Linked DNA regions of Sus scrofa: region 1 is linked to region 2. A link is a contact called in public promoter capture Hi-C data. All regions are on one chromosome and are shown on one strand. The core of a region is the stretch at or near the end of the contact, and the rest is flanking DNA. Distances in the headings are between cores, read along the strand shown. Region 1 has its middle 14 kb from the start of HDAC7. Region 2 overlaps RAPGEF3 (rap guanine nucleotide exchange factor 3).

Region 1 (2,763 bases), core at 59-2,558, 88 kb after region 2:
TCCCACCCCCTCCTGTGCCCCACCCCTCCCCTTCCCACAACTTCTTGCCCAGCTCTCGCCCCCCAAACTGGCATCCCCCAGTCTCAGCACCGCTTCCTCTGAAAGCGCCTCCACCCCCAGCTCTTCCCTAACTGGGACTTTTCTGGGGAGTGGGAGGCAGGGGCTGAGACAGCAAGTGGCCCGGCCCCTGTCCATCCACTTCCCCAGCCCAGACCCGGGCCTGGGGCGGGCACCGCTGATGCCAGATGACCTCACACAGGCGGGAAACGGGAAGAAGCTCCTCTGTGCCCAGGAGCAGGGAGCTCTGGAAGCCCGTTTTGGGACCCCCTCCTTCCTCAGGCTGGATCTTCCTGGTACCTGAAGGCTGGTCCCTGGCTCCCTCCCCCTCGTTCCGTTTCCACAGGGGTATAGAATTTCCACTGTGTGTGTGTGTGTGTGTGTGTGTGTGTGTGTGTTGGGGGATGGGAAGAGCAGCCTTCTCACACCCTCATGACCCAGTAAAGCTTTCGGCTTTGGGGGCCCCTCCCCAGACCTCCCCAGGGAGGTCTCGACGAGGCGGGGGAGGCAGGGGAGGAAGAGGGCAGGGGGCGAGGAGGGGGCTGCCGCGCGGGCTGGGCGAGGGGAGCTGCTGTGGTCGGGTTATCTGATGTGAGCAGCCAGGTGTGCTGGCTGGGGTGGGGGCGGGGAAGCGCAGCCCGAGACGGAGACGGAGGGAGGCAGAAACTGCAGACGCGGAGAGCCTGAAACAAGAAGGGCAGAGGCACGCCGAGGGGGCCCCCAGATGGCTCCCCCCAGAGACCAGCTTTCCGTCAGCCGCGCGGTGGGGGCCGTGTCCTCCCGGCGGCTCCCCCATCCTGGTCCCCATGTCCCCAGCTGCCAGAGAAGCAGGCAGCCTCCCCGCCCCCAGGGGGACAGAGGTGGGGCAGACAGGAGTGTGTGGAGGGGGCGAGGGTCCAGCCTGGTCGGAATCAGGGCAGTTGGAGACAGTTGAGGGTCTGTAATCTCGGTTGGGGGTTGACGGGTGGAGGCGGCTTTGCAGGAGGAGATAATGGGGCGGAGCAGAGCCCTGGCCGGGGGACCGGGGTGCCCCCGGTGGGGTGGGGGCCAGCCCTCCCTCTCCTTGGGTGGTTTGAGCAGGGCTGGGAGCACCGTTGGGGTCCTGCACAAAAAGGTTCCACCTGTGAGTCCTGACTGGTTCCCCCTCCTGTCCTGAGTCCGGATGTGTGTGCGTGGGGGTGGAGAGAGGAACCCAAAGAGGGTGATGACACTTCTAACAATGGAGCTAAGAGTCACCAGGCACTTTCTGCGTGCCAGGCACAAGTCTTAAGGCCATCATGTGCTCACTTGGTTCTCAAGACGCCTGTGAAGTAGGTACGACTGTTATCGACTGTTATCGTCACTCGGCAGCACAGAGACAGAGCAGGCTGCCAGCAGTCCCGCCGCCGGGAGTTCAAATCCTGCTCCCCCTCAAGGCTGCCTCTGCTGCTCTCACCTGCTGGCTTAGGTGTTACCTTCCTGTTACCTTCACAGAGACCCTGTCACCCTTCCTGGAGGGGGGGACCGGGGGACTCGGGCTCAGAGGGCTCAGGGCATTGACCCCAAGTTGCACAGCTGGTGAGATGCACTGTCAGGATTTGGGACGGCTTGCTCTCCTTCACCTTCTTGGCTGCTTCCCTCAAGGTCAGGAGCAGCGTGGAGAGGGGCTGGGCCAGCGTGGAGAGGGGCTGCTGGCCTGCGGTGGGGGCAGGCCCCTGGTGAGCATCTCAGAGAAACAACCACCAAGCAAACCAACGACGACCTGAACGGTCCTCTTCCAAGGCCACCCATATCCTGCCCCCTTCGGCTCCCCTCCCATCCACTCCTCCACCTCAAGGCCTTCCTGTAAACACAGCAGAAGGCAGGAGCCCCTTGGGGCGGGGTCCCTATCGGAGAGGAAGTGGGGCCGGCTTCTCTCCCACCCCCTTTATCACTTCTCCCCATCCCCACTTTATCACCCCAGGCTGTTCCACCCTCCCCTCCCTGCCCTTCCCCTGGGGCTCCAGAGCAGGAGAGGAGAAGAAATTTAAATCAGTGGAACTGGGGGTGGGGCTGGAGGAGACACCTGGGACACCGGGGGAGGGGCTTCCCTGTCCCTCCAACCTGGTCCTGCACACACAGGTGGGGGCGGGCCTTTGCGGCCCAGGCCTTTCTGTTGGGCTGCTTGCTCTACCTGGCCGGTCTGGTAGGCAAATGGAGAAACAAGAGCCAGGCTCAGACACAGTTGGGGCCCCTGCCCTTGCCTGGCCTCGCCCTGGCCTGGTGCTGGCGGCCACAGATGTTCACAGGATGTGTAATTACATGGAGTGGGGTCAGGGCCCTACAGGCCTTTCCCCCATGTAGGATTCTGAGTACAAGTGATGAGGGCTGTGGGAAGGCCTGTGGAGCTAAAGAAGGGACACCAGGCTGGGCATTATGTGCCTTCTCCATTTGTCACCAAGGTATAGATGCCTCAGCAGAGTTGTGCCCATGGCCTTCCCCGCTCCACAACCAGGACCTGGGAGGCTGTGCCTTTCTTCCCTGAGTCCAGCTCAGACAGAAGTTGCAGAACAATCCAGCTTGGAATTTGATACTTGATACACCCCTTCCTGCATCCCTTATATCAGATATCCCTGGATCCCTGATCTTTGGCTCAGATCTCATCTAATTCTGTAAGACTCTGTTCTGACTTGGGGTGAGACTCTTGGGTCCAGGAGAGGGAGGGTTGTGGAAGCGCTGACAAGTTCC
Region 2 (2,700 bases), core at 90-2,589:
GGAGCACGGGACCCACACAGCATACACACCACTCCCAGGCTCTGCTTGCCCCGTGTCAAGTAAGCTGCTGGGGACCAAGGCTCCAGGACAAGAGACAGAGCAGAGCTAAGAACAGTCTGCGCCCCTCCACGTGCGTGTCACCCCTCAGCCTATTAGGTCCAGAGCTGCTCTAATGTGAACACAGCTCAGCTGCTGACCCTGAGTTTTTCTTCCCTTTTCCTCCTTCTGCTACCACTTGCTATTTTCTCCGTGCCAGGCTAAGCGCGTGCTTATTGTAAGTATCTAAATATTTACCACAGCCCTTTGACAAAATACTATTATGACTCCCATTTTAGAGACAAGATCAATAAGGCTCAGAGAGGTTAAGTAACATACCTAAAGCAACACAGCTGCTAAGCGGCCCGGCTGGATTCCTAACCCGCTCCTCCCCTTCTCTGTGCTCTTGTCTACCTGCACTTGACTGTGTCAGCTGCCCTGTCGCCTCACAACCCTTCCTCGGAGCCCGCCCCCCCCAGGCGGGCCGATGGGGAGCCCCCGCTGGCCCAGGCCTCTCTCACACAGCGTCTCTGCCCACCAGCTCTTCTTCCAACTCTTGAACCGCCTCTTCCTCCTCCCAGCTCTGAAGCTGGCAGATCAGTTTGGCTCCCGGTCCACGGTTCTTCTCTAGATTTCCAAATCGTCTGCACACCCCTCAGAGCTGCTCCCAGCCTTGTGCACCCTCCCCCACCCCAGCATATGGAAGATTCTTGAAACCATATGAATTCTCCTCCAAACTCTGCCCTCAGATGCCCCTCGGACCCTCCTGTGTCTGCACTCCCACACCCCAAACTCCCCACACCCCTCAGATCCCCTCATCCTACCTCCCAGACTATTTTCAGGGGTTAGGGGCTCCTGCCGCACCCCCTCCCCCCACTGCCACTTCCCCACAAGTTCTGGGGTCTCCGTGTGCCCCCTCCCAGCCCAGGCCAAGCCGGGTTCACCTGCCCGTGTGTCCTCACCCCTTATCTACAGCACTGGCCCAGCTCATCCCCGCCACCCCCACTCCTGGGGCCTCCCTCCCACTCCCATCTGCCTGACCAGAGCTAGATTAAGCTTCCTATCCCAGCGTCAAGGCCGTCATTGTCTGCCGGATAATGGGCAGGCTCCTCAGCTGACCTATTCAAAACACAAATCCAGTCTTGTCAACCCTTGGCTCCAACACCTCCAAGGGCTCGCACTGCTCCAAGGAGAAAGGCCAGGCCCCTGACCACGGCCCACAGGCCCCCCAACACACACACACACACACACACACACACCAGCCCTGCCCGCCTCCCCCCTCCTCCAGGGCTCCTTCAAGAGGGCAGGCACCTCCACCTTCACGCCTGCCCTGCCCTCTCAGCCCTAGAGGCTACTTCCCCAGGACGCTCTCCCTGACCCCGAACCCCGACCCCGTCAGCCCTTCCCTTCCTGCCTCCAGAACAGCAGGTCCTTAGACAGCAGATCATTCTGCAGTTCTGTCTGTCCCCCACTTCCCTGCAAGCCCCTCGAGGCCAGGGGGGCTCTCCTGGCCCTGACCACCTCCTTGGCACCGAGTGCACGGCCCACCTGCAAGGGCGGTTCCCCCCTGGTCCCTGACTGGGGAGACCCCCCCCTCACCCGTGGAGCCGGTATTCTAGTGGGATGTACAGCTACTGACAGACAATAAGCAAGGAGACAAAGAAACAAAGAAAACAGTTCCAAGGGGGGAATGAATGGTTGGAGGAAGAGTCTCGGGACCGACTGGCAGGGAGCCAGTGGGGGAGGGGCTCGCACCGGGAGACGGGAGGGACCAGCAGGTGAGGGCGGGAGAGCCGGGAAGGAAGGAGCGTCACTACTTTGAGGAGCGGGGACTGGGACAGGGGGTGGGAGGAAGAGGCAGCTGGCGCCGCAGGCCCAGGTGACGCATCTGGATTTTATTCCCAACCCATGACGCCCCACAACCAGTGCCAGCCTACCTTCCCAGTTCTTTCCCCACCATTCCTCCAATCCCGGCTCCAGGGGATGCATTCATCCCCGACCCCCCTAGAGGGGGCTGCTTTCCTCTGGGCTCCCTGCACAGCCCCCCAGGGACCCCCCGGGCTTCAGAGGCCGCCTCCAAAGCACCACTCCTCACCTCCCAGACAGGAACTGCTCTCTGGCTCTAACTACAAGCTCCAATTACCTCCCAGGTGGAATAAAAGCCCCTGGGGTGGGGTGGGGGCAGGGGCGACCTTAGATCTCTGTGTCTCCCCGCAGGGCCTGGCCCCAGGGCCACAGGCAGCCAGGACTCTGTGATGGGAACACCTCTCCCAGACCCAAGGGAGTGCCTGTGCACAGGGGGTCTTCCCACACAGAGCCCTCTAGGTGGGGGGCTGCCGAAGGAGGAGGGAAAAGCTGGGGTCCAGCAGAGGGAAGGGGAGCCCACCGGGGCAGGTACCTTTATCTGAGGAGATGCGTTCCCACAGCCGTTTTCCAACCTGGGGAGCAAGTGAGAAGGGAGATGAGACCGTGGGCAGGACAACACGTGGGGTCAGAAAAAGAGAGGCTCGAGCTCTGGATTCCACCTGCCCTCACCCAGGCTCCGAGGGCTGCAGACTCGGGCGAGTAGCACCAGAGATGCACAAAACTTGAAGCCCGGCCCCTGGATTCGGTGATTTTCCCAGGCTGCCAGGGGAGGGAAAGCGAGCTCAAGGGAGGGCAGGC

The links. Promoter capture Hi-C pulls out the DNA fragments that hold promoters and counts their contacts.
Region 1: a promoter capture Hi-C map of fetal liver shows a contact between it and region 2, with 5 times the contacts expected there. The contact joins two enhancer-like sites. A contact is called at or near these places in 2 of 5 promoter capture datasets (fetal liver and liver), 13 of 47 Hi-C or Micro-C datasets (alveolar macrophages, blood, brain and 8 more) and 2 of 2 datasets of contacts at active chromatin or transcription factors (alveolar macrophages and skeletal muscle).

The regions. Positions count from the first base shown.
Region 1 is chr5:78,198,238-78,201,000 of Sscrofa11.1, forward strand. No RefSeq gene overlaps it. Among named protein-coding and RNA genes, the nearest start is that of HDAC7, 14 kb to the left of the region's middle. Within about 2 kb of position 1,309, at least 29 of the 83 cell types and tissues checked have an H3K27ac peak or open chromatin away from gene starts, as enhancers often do. A contact at or near this core is called in epiblast stem cells and fetal liver, where this site is marked.
Region 2 is chr5:78,110,417-78,113,116 of Sscrofa11.1, forward strand. RAPGEF3 (rap guanine nucleotide exchange factor 3) reads right to left here. Exons shown (of 28, transcript XM_021092600.1): 16 at 2,435-2,474. Among named protein-coding and RNA genes, the nearest start is that of ENDOU, 21 kb to the left of the region's middle. Within about 2 kb of position 1,340, at least 13 of the 83 cell types and tissues checked have an H3K27ac peak or open chromatin away from gene starts, as enhancers often do. A contact at or near this core is called in epiblast stem cells and fetal liver, where this site is marked.